Linked DNA regions of Xenopus laevis: region 2 is linked to region 1. Evidence: chromatin contacts called from public Hi-C data. All regions are on one chromosome and are shown on one strand. The core of a region is the stretch at or near the end of the contact, and the rest is flanking DNA. Distances in the headings are between cores, read along the strand shown.

What was found. Hi-C and Micro-C count contacts between places; a contact is called where the count stands out from the background.
Region 2: a contact with region 1 is called in a Hi-C map of the XL177 cell line, with 7 times the contacts expected there. The contact joins two enhancer-like sites. A contact is called at or near these places in 2 of 4 Hi-C or Micro-C datasets (the XL177 cell line and the XTC cell line).

The regions. Positions count from the first base shown.
Region 1 is chr9_10L:83,623,993-83,627,130 of Xenopus_laevis_v10.1, reverse strand. No RefSeq gene overlaps it. Among protein-coding and RNA genes, the nearest start is that of trpm8b.L, 37 kb to the right of the region's middle. Within about 2 kb of position 1,515, at least 1 of the 7 cell types and tissues checked has an H3K27ac peak or open chromatin away from gene starts, as enhancers often do.
Region 2 is chr9_10L:83,786,643-83,789,780 of Xenopus_laevis_v10.1, reverse strand. No RefSeq gene overlaps it. Among protein-coding and RNA genes, the nearest start is that of ramp1.L, 25 kb to the left of the region's middle. Within about 2 kb of position 1,565, at least 1 of the 7 cell types and tissues checked has an H3K27ac peak or open chromatin away from gene starts, as enhancers often do.

The sequences.
Region 1 (3,138 bases), core at 266-2,765:
CACTGATTTGCTGGCTTTCTTTTCAGCTGGCCTAGAATCTTAAAAACCAAAACTGTAACCCCCAATTGACAATGTATAAGGGCTCTTACACATGAGCGTTCTGAACTGCGCTCCCCTGCGTCCCTTTTTTTGGCGTTCAGCCGCAGGGGAGCGCAGGAATAGACGCAAGTCATTATTTGAAATGGGGCTGTACTCACTCAGGCGCGTGTAGGCAACATGCTGCATTTTTCCTGCGTTCGGCGCCTACACGCGCCTGAGTGAGTACAGCCCCATTTCAAATAATGACTTGCATCTATTCCTGCGCTCCCCTGTGGCTGAACGCCAAAAAACGGAACGCAGGGGAGCGCAGGTCAGAACGCTCATGTGTAAGAGCCCTAAAGCATGATTAAGGCTACTGTTCTTCTGTCCATGATAAAGAATAAAGATAATAATGTCCAGAGGGACATATATTCCTGAGGTCTCTGCAGTTCATTCGCAGCTGGATATTGTGTAAGGAAAATTGCTTCCTGCTCTGCTGAAAAACAACAGGTGCAGCACCATAAATTGTCATTCTGGTGGAGGTTTGTGCATCTTCACTGAAAGGCCTGGGATTGCTACAAAGCATTTATTCTTATGCTTCCAAACTGTCAGTAGGATTATTAATCCTCCGAGTACAGTCACACATGTAATACTCATCAGGCACCGGAATAAAGAGAAAACCTTGGGCTAATTCATTTTGCACCTGTAAATAGTGAAACAGCACAATAGTCTCCCAATGGGCTTTCCTTGTTAAACTCACTGTATGTACCATGCTACCGTGTCTTATAGAGCTAAGATATCTTCCACATTCCAGCTGTGACTGGGGCTGCCCTTAGGGCATAGTGGGGCCTTGAGCAGCATATCCATTATTGGGCCTCTGTCCTACCTGCAGCTGCTGATAAATTACAACTCTCACGTGGTCCATCAGCCTTTCCTTGTCGTATTGAGTTGTTGTTCAAACAAAGCTTTACACTATTGCACAGCTGCAATCCCCTCCCTGATGCCAACTCCCCTGAATATATACAGTCACACAGTTACAATCCTACTAATGCACCCCTTGCCCTGACACCATCATTCATAATTATTTATTTAAACAACTCAACATTTATATAAGCCCCCCCCTCCAACTCCCACATATCCATTCTGTGGGGGCAATAAATCATGAAACAGACAGATATAAAAATAATAGGCATTAAGATCAGTGAATTCTGCAGTCTGTCGTATAACCCTGCCAAAAGATATCCCTGTTGCACATTCAGTTCAGTACATTTATCTCAGAATGTGGATACATTATAAATACATTTATAGCATTACAACAGGTTGGAATCAATACAAAGCATTTGGTTTTCGTCACCATGCAGGAAGCAATGGGTTATTCCACTGGCACAATGCAGCTTTTGGACTCTTAGCTTCTATTGATTTGTGTAAACCCTGCAGGCTGCTGAGCTTCCTGGAACCTTCCTCCCAGCCCTCACACACACATCTCATCTGCAGCCATAAATTATTCACAGGCTACAAGTTCACATACAGGTCTCACAGGATGGAAATTCCTTGTACTAGTCTGCCATCTTGTGATAGAATGTGGTAAAACATCCATAGAAACCACCCTCTTTGTCTGAAGTTTACTGAACCATCATAATAAGGAAACATAACAGCTCATTTACTATGTGCAGTAAGTGCAAACAATTTACATAATACTCCAGGCTCCATACCACCCATCAGACCTGGACTGGCAATCTGTGAGTTCTGGAAAATGCCAGAGGGGCTGCTGTAAGTTGCCATAGAAAGTCACTATTTAATGGGCTGGTAGGGGCTGTTTGGCCCTTTGTGTGACTGAAATGCCAGGGCCTATTTTGATTCTCAGTCCAGACCTTCCACCTATTCCTAAACTTGAGCATTATTCAGAAGTGGAAGTTAGAGAGTGAACAAAGGCGTCTGTACTCATACCTCCCAATTGTCTCGTTTTTTCCGGGACAGTACCAATTTTGACAGCTCAACCCGCAGTTCCGGATTGTTACTGAAATGTCTCAACTTTCTCTGTGATCTCCTGCACTGAACAGCCAAAAAAAAAAAAGATACAAAGTTTCTGAAACTTAATTGGCTTTTGGCAGAGAGCCCATAACACTCAGCAGGTGCACTTTGATACTTTTGTAACAATTTAAGATAACCAAAGAAACAATTGTTACAATTTAAGATAAGCAAAGAAGCATTGTAACAATTTAAGATAAGCAATCGTAACAATTTAAGATAAGCGGATATCTTTGGAAAACTGTGACTTGGAGCTTACAGGGCAATTCATCTTTATTAGCAAAACTGTAATAACACATAAAAAACACAGAAATGTTTTCAAGCTTTCATAACCTGCCAAATTTTGTAAAATGAACATGGTAATTAGGGGCTGTGGCCACAAAAATGGGCATGGTCGAAAAATGCCGCCAAGCTATGTGCAGCAGATCAATTTGTCCCTCTTTCTATTTCTAAAATGTTGGGAGTGTCATGAATCGGCACCCAAAATCCAGAACCAATGCTAAGCTCCCTGTTGTCGGCTCCTTCCGCCTTTCACCTTGGGAGGAGCCCTCGGCTAATTGGATGCCGCCAGGTCTTATTAAGAGAGGAGCCAAGCGAGGGTTCTGGACAAGCAAGTGGGGCACGATTGTTAAGTAAAAGTCACAGTTCAAGCATAAGACGAAATCGTAGTCAAACAGGCCGGGTCAGTGCAGGCAGAATTCTAGCGGCATCAGACAGGCAAGAGTCAAAGCGGGGAGATCAATCAAGAGTTGTCCAAACAGGCACGGGTCGGGTTACCAGGCAGGGGTCAGGATCACAGACAGTGGCGTAACTAGTTGTTACTGGGCCCCATAGCAAATTCAATTTAGGGCCCCAAAATATTTATAAGTTGGCCTATTTTATATATTAAAATTGCTAATTAATTAGGGTCTCACTGGGCCCCCTACACTCCTGGGCCCCCCTGCAACCGCAGGGTCTGCTTCCTCTATAGTTACGCCCCTGATCACAGAAGTCAGAATAGTCAATCAGGCAAGAGTCAAAACAGCAGATAACAGGATAATGTAGGAATAGCACCCAGGAACTCACAAAGATGAACCAATAACGGGCAATGAT
Region 2 (3,138 bases), core at 316-2,815, 160 kb before region 1:
CTGGATGTTTTGGCCTTCCTACTGTCTATACTGCTCACCACATTGTTTATCAACCTACAGTGCTGCACTTTTGTCTTTTGGCATTGCTGTAAAAGGAATTCTAAGCAAAAACCCAAAATCAAGTCTGAATAGGATTTTTACCATTATATTACAGGGGTGTTTTTTGCTGAAACATGTTCCTTGTCTTGCTGAAACACAAATTGTAACACAGTGCTGGGCTTTTCATCAGCTCTCTCAAACATACTTTCTGCACTTGCACTATGGAATACAGCAGTGCAACCCATTGTGTGTGGTTTTTACTTCAAGGGCATTATGTCATGGGTGTCTTCTATGTATGATACTTTTTTTTTTACACTGGTGTGCTTAGGTTATGGCACATGGGGTGTTTTTTCAGCCTGGCAAATTTAATTCAACTAAAAAGCACTTGTTGATCATCTTTCACAGAAGAGCAGGAATGAATACTTTTCAGACTGAAAATGAAAGACAATCTCATGTACATTTTAGTTTGCCGAAATACCTATGGCTAAAATGTGCCCTAGTAACATTAGCCTTAGATAACTTTTCACCTTTGGTTATTAAAATGTATTTGGTTAAAAAGTTAAAGGGATACTGTCATGGGAATTTTTTTTTTTTTTTAAATAACTCAGTTAATAGTGCTGCTCCAGCAGAATTCTGCACTGAAATCCATTTCTCAAAAGAGCAGATTATTTTATATTCAATTTTGAAATCTGACATGGGGCTAGACATATTGTCAATTTCCCAGCTGCCCCTGGTCATGTGACTTGTGCTCTGATAAACTTCAATCACTCTTTACTGCTTTACTGCAAGTTGGAGTAATATCACCCCCTCCCTTCCCCCCCCAGCAGCCAAACAAACGAACAATGGGAAGGTAACCAGATAGCAGCTCCCTAACACAAAATAACAGTTGCCTGGTAGATCTAAGAACAACACTCAATAGTAAAAACCCATGTCCCACTGAGAGACATTCAGTAGTAACATTGAGAAGGAAAAACAGCAGCCTGCCAGAAAGCATTTCTCTCTTAAAGTTCAGGCACAAGTCACATGACTGGGGGCAGCTGGGAAATTGACAAAATGTCTAGCCCCATGTCAGATTTCAAAATTTAATTTAAAAAAATCTGTTTGTTCTTTTGAGAAATGGATTTCAGTGCAGAATTCTGCTCGAGTAGCACTATTAACTGATGCGTTTTGAAAAAAACATGTTTTCCAATGACAGGATCCCTTTAATGGTTAATGCCTCTGTATTATTGATTTTGGTATAAAGTTATTCAGCTGAAGTTCAGTAACATCCAAAGTAAATGGAGCCTTATATAATAGCTGTTTGTACAGATAAAGAGTAGTCTATGATATAGGTTCTATTAGTTAGGGCTATGGTACATTTGGTATTTCTTTTACTGTCATTTTCTGTACTGCTGCCCATTACTGGCTTCTTGCATCATATCATTCTTTATTTGCCTTCAGTTCTTTTTCATTTCTATGTATCGTATGTCAGTGTCACGTATCCATCACTAGGGGTCCTCAGCTGCTTATGGTTCAGTGCAAGTGTCCTGCTCCCATTATGGATCGACATGTATAGACACTGGTTTCTAAGAAACTGGCAACACCAGCACACAGATATACTCTGCGTATACTCACATCAACAGCTTGCTGAGTCTAGCCAATGGCATTGAATAATAGGGCACAACATGATCAACAACTGAAAAGCTGAAAGCATGTATCATTATTACAGGGACATCTGGGCTGTTACAGTAAGTTCAAATGATAAAATACAGTATTTCCAGCAAAAATATTTTTTAGCCTTTAATTTTCCTTTAACCGTTACAATTGTATGGCAAACATTGGGTGACTGCTTATATCCTACCCTAGCTCTTTTAAAACATGTTGTTCACTTGTAGATACAGTAGTTTTTTCCTATCTCTATCACTATATTAACAATATGATCAATACACTGATTCATGCCCAAGCTTTTGCATTCATCTGTATTATTAACCACAGAGACAGATTAAGGTTGCAAATAAAATGGGTTTAATTAGAAAACACATATAGCAAAATATAGAAATCTAGCACAGGAGTCATTTCATGGACAACTGTGGTCACAAAACAGTTTGAATATACCAAGTTTTAGATCATGTGCATCAGCCAAAACAATTAAATTACCACAAAATAGGTTGCATAAAGTCAATAGGGTTACCAACAATGAAGTAGTACAATGCTTTGCTATGACTGCATAGAGTACCATCAAACTTCTAATTAGCCAGGTACAGTAATCATTGCTTATATTAAGCATGTTAGACATTAGTCATGCTGCCATCATTTTTCCTAGAGTTCTCCTAGACTCCCAGTTTGTGTTTCTGTATCAAGACTACATTGGTGGATTCAAAAAAACCAAAACATATTGTGTCCTTAATCTTCCACTTAAAGGAAAACTATACCCCCAAAATGAATACTTAAGCAACAGATAGTTTATATCAAATTGAATGACATATTAAAGAATCTTACCAAACTGGAATATATATTTACATAAATATTGCCCTTTTACATCTCTTGCCTTGAACCACCATTTCGTGACTCTATCTGTGCTGCCTCAGAGATCACCTGACCAGAAATACTACAACACTAACTGTAACAGGAAGAAGTGAGGAAGCAAAAGGCAGAACTCTGTCTGTTAATTGGCTCATGTGACCTTACATGTGGTTTGTATGTGTGCACAGTGAATCGTACGATCTCAGGGGGCGGCCCTTATTTTTTAAAATGGCAATTTTCTATTTATGATTACCCAATTGCACATACTACTAAAAAAGTATATTATTATGATAATGGTTCATTTACATGAAGCAGGGTTTTACACATGAGCTGTTTTACTCAGTATCTTTTAATAGAGACCTACATTGTTTGGGGGGTATAGTTTTCCTTTAAATCCCTTCCAGATTGGAGCAAGTGTATATAGAAGCAAGGTTTAGTGAGCCACAGCAATGCTTCAAGGGTTAAAGTTTTATCCTTCTCAGCTGTCTGGAGTTGCATTTGTCTGTGAGGCACAAGCTTAGGAGACACTTGCAGTGAATTTATAGATTTATAGAATGGATTTTCTATAGAACTTAGTGTCAAATGCAAAAGGCTGTT